Linked DNA regions of Mus musculus: region 2 is linked to region 1. A link is a contact called in public Hi-C data. All regions are on one chromosome and are shown on one strand. Each heading gives the region's core, a stretch centred on a gene start, on an enhancer-like site or on the middle of the called end of the contact. The rest is flanking DNA. Distances are from core to core; before and after follow the strand shown. Region 1 overlaps Rbpjl (recombination signal binding protein for immunoglobulin kappa J region-like). Region 2 holds the start of Acot8 (acyl-CoA thioesterase 8).

Evidence for each region. Hi-C and Micro-C count contacts between places; a contact is called where the count stands out from the background.
Region 2: a contact with region 1 is called in a Hi-C map of B cells, with 4 times the contacts expected there. The contact joins the promoter of Acot8 here to the enhancer-like site in region 1. A contact is called at or near these places in 5 of 39 promoter capture datasets (3T3-L1-derived adipocytes, hippocampal neurons, liver and 1 more), 1 of 15 datasets of contacts at CTCF or cohesin (large pre-B cells) and 4 of 484 Hi-C or Micro-C datasets (B cells, cortical neurons, palatal mesenchyme and 1 more).

Annotation. Positions count from the first base shown.
Region 1 is chr2:164,413,048-164,416,274 of GRCm38.p6, reverse strand. It overlaps Rbpjl (recombination signal binding protein for immunoglobulin kappa J region-like), which reads right to left. Exons shown (of 12, transcript NM_009036.1): 10 at 2,268-2,423; 11 at 1,996-2,099; 12 at 827-1,905. The coding sequence ends at 1,632. Among named protein-coding and RNA genes, the nearest start is that of Matn4, 9.8 kb to the right of the region's middle. Within about 2 kb of position 1,459, at least 16 of the 459 cell types and tissues checked have an H3K27ac peak or open chromatin away from gene starts, as enhancers often do. A contact at or near this core is called in B cells, where this site is marked.
Region 2 is chr2:164,803,339-164,806,535 of GRCm38.p6, reverse strand. It overlaps Acot8 (acyl-CoA thioesterase 8), which reads left to right and starts at 1,655. Exons shown (of 6, transcript NM_133240.2): 1 at 1,655-1,846. The coding sequence starts at 1,719. It overlaps Zswim3 (zinc finger SWIM-type containing 3), which reads right to left and starts at 1,422. Exons shown (of 2, transcript NM_178375.2): 1 at 1,105-1,422. The coding sequence starts at 1,259.

The DNA of each region.
Region 1 (3,227 bases), core at 210-2,709:
ATGAATGAATTTATTTCTGGTTTCATAGGGGACTTTCTACATTTGGGGGCCGGATGGGGGTCGGAGGGGGGTTACAGGAAATGAACTCTTCCTCCTGGGCTAAGGAAAGTTCCAGATCGTTAGGGCTTTGAACCCACATTTCAGATGAAATCTGTCATGGTCAGGGTGTTATGGCTGTAGACCAACCTCATATTTCAAATCAATACTTCCTACCAGGCAAGACCAGAGACTGACATCCATTCTACCTATGTCTTTGGTTTTCATAGCCCAAGCCAGGATCCTGCCAGTTTCCTTTTCCTTAGAAGCACAGAGTAAGCAGGGTAAGGCTGACCAGAGCCGGGTGTAGCTCCAGCATGGGTCCCACATTCAGAGGTTTATTTCTCAGTTGTCTGATTTCTGAGTTGTCTCATTGTCCTGTTGTCTCATGACTTCTGTCTGCCTTGACGTGGGAAAGATATGTTCTGAAGAGGCCCTATGTTTGTCTCTGACTCTGCAGTGTTTTCTTGTTTGGTGTGGTGGTTTGAATATATTTGGCCAAGGGAGTGGCACTGTGAGGAGGTGTGGCACTGTGAGGAGGTGTGGCCTTGTTCTAGTAGGTGTGGTTTTGTTGGAGTAGGTGTGTCACTGTGGGTGTGGCCTTTAAGACCCTCATCCTAGCTGCCTGGAAGCCAGTCTTCTCCTAGCAGCCTTCAGATGAAGATGTAGAACTCTCAGCTCCACCTGCACCATGCCTGCCTGGATGCTGCCATGCTCACACCTTGATGATAATGGACTGAACCTCTGAACTTGTAAGCCAGCCCTAGTTAAATGTTGTTATAAGAGTTGCCTTGGTCATGGTGTCTGTTCACAGCAGTAAAACCCTAACTAACTAAGATACTTGGCATGGGGGTATAGCTAGTTGCTGGCTGCCAAGGTAGCCTCTAGGCTTAGGGTATCTGCTGCCTTAGAACCCCATTTCTTCTCCGCAGAGAGTCATAAAGGTGCCAGCTCCATCAGACTCTGGTTTGGATGGAATCCGGGGAGCACTCAGCCTTGCACCTTGCCATCCCTGTCCCCAGCACAGTGTTTCCCAGTCACCTGTACCTGGATACAGGAGGATCTTTAGCCTTAGGCTCTTCCTCTGGGTCCTGAAGGAGAAGTGGCCTTGGGACAGTGAAGAGAGCCGTCCTAGGCCTCTGCCTGACATTAATGTCATGGGATAGTGATCAGAGACCAAACCCAGGCGAGGGTGCCATAGAGAGTGTCACCACAGGCAGATAGACGCCTAGCTCTAAGAGGGACCTCATGGGATCAGGGCCCTAGACATTCTAGTCTTACTTCATGCAACTTGTTTTCAAGTGGGGACACAGATGTCTGGAGAGCAAATCCCCAATAGGCTTGGATCCTCAGAACCGGTCACCGACCCAGGAAGAGCCAGAAAGAGACAAAAGCGGAAGAATAAATCTATAAGGTAACAAAAACAGGAAGCACGCCACGCCGTGAAGACATTAGAACGTCACTCATGATTGAAGACAGTTACTGTATGTCTGAGGACAGTGAGTGGCCTGAGGTCAGGTGAGCTATCTCTCTCCTTCCTGCTCTTTTTCCCTGAGGGACAGCTGCGGGCCTGGAGTCAGCCTCAGTGGCACTGCCTAGGTGGGGCAGAAGAGATGGAAGTTGGTGCGTGTGAACTCGTGGTGGATGCTCTCCAGGAGCGTGTCCGCGTCGGGGGCAGGCTCTTGCGCGTTGGGCAGCCGTGGCAGCGCGCTGTATTCCGGGGTGTAGGTGAAAGAGAAGGGGCTGGGGTAGAAGAGCGCATCCGCGCGCAGCAAGCTCACGGGCACGGTGATGGGGGTGCGGAGCCAACGCCAGTCGCTGCCGAAGGCCGCCACGTCTGGCACTACGCACACCAAGGAACGAGGGCTCCTGTGGGCGGGGCATGGAGGTTGAAGCCAATCATAAACATTCCAGTCTCTGGATCCCTTGGCCCAAGCTGTTCCCACCGCCTCTCTGTACCTGTACATGGTTTCTGCCTCCACGTCTCCGAACCACACCTTGAGCCCAGCGTGGAAATTTTCTCCGTGCAGCTCCAGCGTGGCCACATCACCTCCACCGCTCAGCTGGGGGGTGGATGGGACCAGATGTAGGTGACGAGGGAGTGGTGATGGTGGTGGGTTAGAAGGAGCCTCCTGCCCTTCCTCCACAGCCTCCCCATTCCTAGAGCAGATAGGCAGGCAGGCAGGCAGGCAGGCAGGCAGGCAGGGCTGCACACCACCCTGCAGATTCACCTCCAGAGTGCTGATGAGAGGCACCGGAGTGACGGGCTCCCGAGTACAGGCCAGGCTGGTGCTGAAGGTGAACTCCACCGACTCCGTGCCAATGATGGTCCAGCAAGAGCTGTCGTTGAGCAGCGCCCTGTTGGCCTCCTTGGGGCAGAGGGAAGCCTGGCAGGAAGTCCAAAGGATGGAACTGAAGCTTCGCTAGTGGTCCCACTTTATCAAGTTTTCCTTCTAAGTTTCCCAGTTTATCTGCCTCAGGGAGCTTGTGTGAGACCCATACACTGTATGGGCTACGTATGTATGCGTATACACATAGATGTATATGTGTGTATGCATATATGTACATCTATAAAACCAAAGGTCTTTTTTAGAAAAAAATATTTTTTTATTTGTAGTGTGCCTGAGTGTGTGTGTGTGTGTGTGTGTGTGTGTACAGGTGTGGAGGCCAGAGGTGGCTATCAATTGAGGTGTCTTTTTCAGTTGCTCTCTACCTTATTTTTTGAGGCAGAGTCTCTTACTGAACCAGAGGTTAGCTCATCTGGCTATACCGAGTGACTAAGGAAAGCCCTGGGATTCTCCTGTCGTTGCCTCCCAGGTGCTAGGATTACAAGCTCTGGCCATCATACTCAATTTTAAAAAAAGGATGTGAGTTCTAGGGTGTTAGATTCAGATGCCACAGGCAGGCAGGCAGGCAGGCAGGCAGGCAGGCAGGCAGGCAGGCAGGCAGGCAGGCAGGCAGGCAGGCAGACAGGCAAGCAGGCAGGCAGGCAGGCAGGCAGGCAGGCAGGCAGGCAGGCAGGCAGGCAGGCAGGCAGGCAGGCAGGCAGGCAGGCAAGCAGACAGGCAGGCAGGCAGGCAAGCAGACAGGCAAGCAGGCAGACAGGCAAGGCTGCACACTACCCTGCAGATTCACCTCCAGAGTGCTGATGAGAGGCACGGGAGTGTCGGGCTCCCGAGTACAGGCCAGGC
Region 2 (3,197 bases), core at 406-2,905, 390 kb before region 1:
TGGACTTCAGAATGGAGCCAGAACACAGCCAGGCTCTATAGTCTGGAAAGTACTGTCCAAAGAGCTCAATCCCTGACTCAAACTTTGGTATATTTTGACACTCAGTTGGCCTATATGTTGTAATTAAAACTTGAATTGACTTTCAAATTGATTCATATGATTAGATTTCACAGCAAAAGACTGGGCACACAAACCTTCCTTTTTACGAAGGGGCGGGGCTGCTTCCCATTTCTCTCTGTCTCTCCCTCCCGCCCCCCAACTCCCCACTTTGGTTTTTCAAGACAGGTTTTCTCTGTGTAGCCCTGACTGTCCTGGAAGCTGCTCTGTAGACCAGACTGGCGTCGAACTCACAGAGATCTGCCTGCCTCTGCCTCCTGAGTGCTGGGATTAAAGGCTTCCACCACCAACCCCCTTTCCCTGTATTTTTTTTTTTAAACCAAACTGATTTGTCTCAAACTCATGACCCGCCGGCCTCAACCTTTTCGCATTGGGCTTCTAAACCTGCACCCTTATTCTTTCTTTCAAAGAAAAACTAAAAGCTAAATTTATAGTAGGCTGTTTCACCTGAACCCTAAAAGCCCTGGCGTTTTCATCAGCTTTTAGCCCCTAAAGTCAAATGAGTCAGGGAGCTACCACCAATAATTCTGACACACAGCCCTGCAGAGTAAGAAAGGCACTCAGGGAGCACCACCTTGGATAAGGAAGGTGTTTGAAAACGGCTGTATCTGGAGCTCAAGAATCATTTACAAAATCAATCACCGAAAAGAACCAACCAACCAACCAATGAGCACCATTACTGCTTTGTAAAGAGGAGGCTAATGGAGGAAATTATTACTAAGGCGTTTCAATTCACTCCTCAACCAGCCTTGCGCTTGAGATAGATTCTCTCAACAAACAAATAAAACGGAAAAACAACAAGATGCAGTTACTGCGAATTCCCAGGAAAGCTCGTGAATGAAGGAGTGGGAGCAAGCGCGGCGGGTAGCAAAGGCCACGCCGGTGAGGTTTCCCTCGTTTTTCCGCAGGCACGGGGAACGTGGCTCCTCCATGCACGCCCTCCTCCTCCAGGCAGCCCTCCTCCCCACCCTCCTGCCCCGCCCTTACAGGATATCCTCGCGGAAAGAGGTGCCGTTGTTGAGGTTATGGAAGCGGACGGAGATGCAGTCCCTGACAATGAAGGAGCACCTGGTCTCCTTTTTGTAGGCGCTGAAACACTCCTTGAAGTCCTCGTAGGTCTTAAAGCAGCTGCCTAGCTCCATGGCCGGGGACTGGCCCTCCTAGAACCTAGAACCACGGCAGGGGTCAGAGGTCACTGGGTAACGGCTGGCACGGGCCCAGCTGCGGTCCCGAGTGAGTGGCTTACAGGGCGCTTGGGAGGAGCCCAGAACAGGAGGAGACCGGTAACAGCAACCTAGGGGCGACTTTGCTCAGTGACAGAAGAGGAAAGACGCTCATCCCTTATTATTCATCTCCAAGGCTCCGCCCCCTCGCTGATTCACCCAATCACACGCGGATGTCCAAAACTGACACAAATATCCTCCAATCTTAAGATAGAGCTAGCCGCGCCCACTCTGAAATTGACAAGCACATCGACCAATCACAATCTGCGTCTCGCTCCCCGGAGCCCTTGGGATTTCCGGCCCCTGGAGCGACCTTCCGGAAGCGCTGGGAGCCTATATAAGTTTCCGCGTTTCTCTCAACCGCAGCCAGCAGTGAAAATGTCAGCGCCAGAGGGTCTGGGAGATGCTCATGGCGACGCCGACCGCGGCGACCTTTCCGGGGACCTCCGTAGTGTGCTGGTCACGAGCGTGCTCAACCTCGAGCCGCTAGATGAAGATCTCTACAGGTAGCCGGTAGCGCCTCTGAACTAGGCTCGCACCCCTCTTTCAGTATAGAGTCGCGATTACTGCCATCTCCCTGTGAACCTCAGTTCTGGGGTTAAGAGTTGGATGCAAGCTCTGCTGCAGTTAGAAGGCATGTCCCTGGCATCCATCCTTGCTTCCTCTTCAGGAGGCGATCTGGGGGGTGGGGGGGGAAGGTGTGTGTGTGTGTGTGTGTGTGTGTGAGAGAGAGAGAGAGAGAGAGAGGGAGAGAGGGAGAGAGGGAGAGAGGGAGAGAGGGGACAGAGACTCCGCTACCCCACAAGGCAGCTTAATCTGGTAGACTGAGTGTGCGTGTGTGTTCGTTTGTTCAAGCCATCCCTTAATGTCTGGTAAGTCATTACTTATCTTTCACTGAAGTGGGTTTGTAACAATTTTTTTGTTTTGTTTAGAGACAAGATGTCACTAAATATAGTCCTGGATGACCTGGAATTCACTATATATATATGAATGGAGAGGGAGAGAATGAGAGAGAGAGTATATATATATACACAGCAAGTTGGCTTGGAACCCACAGGGATCCACCTTCATTTGTCTCTTAAGCGCTGGCAGGAGTTCACCACCAGGTCTAGCTGGTTGTCTTGTTTTGTTTTGAGACAGGCTTTCTGTATAGCCCTCCCTGGCTAACCTGGAACTCTGTGTAGACCTGGCTGGCCTTGAGCTCACAGAGGCCAGTGTATCTCTGCCTCCCAAATCCTGGGCTCAAAGGTGTGTACCACCATGCCTGTTCAGTGACAGTTCTGACCCATGCAGCCCTTACGACTTTATCAGAAGCTATCGTTCTTCCAGCTAGGTAATTACTGTCTTGGGCCAGGAGCGCTTTTCAAATTGTTCTGTAAAGAAAAAACTGACAATCTCAGGGTTGAGTGCTAGGACTCAGGGTTCAGGCTCCAGCACTGGGCAAGCCCTTTCACCTAGATTAATCTGCAGGTAGCCGGCAGCGCCTCTGATTTCGGCTAGATTAATCTGCATTCAGTTTCACAACCTCAGACTGTTTTTTTTTTTTTTTTTTTTTTTTTTTTTTTAAGGGAGTTATATGGGAAGTCTTGAAGTCCTTTTAGCTCTGAAACTAGTTCCTGGAAGAGCTGCCTTGTCATGGTTAAGGAGTGCCAGCAGCAAGCCTTCATCCACACAACCCAGTCCCAGATCTGTTTTTTTTGGAGTTCCTCATGTCTGTTCAAGGCCTCAACAAACTTCTGGCCTCTCCCTTTCCCTGGTTTGGGGCGGGGAAGCTGTGGACTTGAGACCTCCCAGGGTTGGTAAGGGTTGAACTGTGTGGACATGCTTCCTGTACTCTTGCTGTAAACGAGGGAGCTC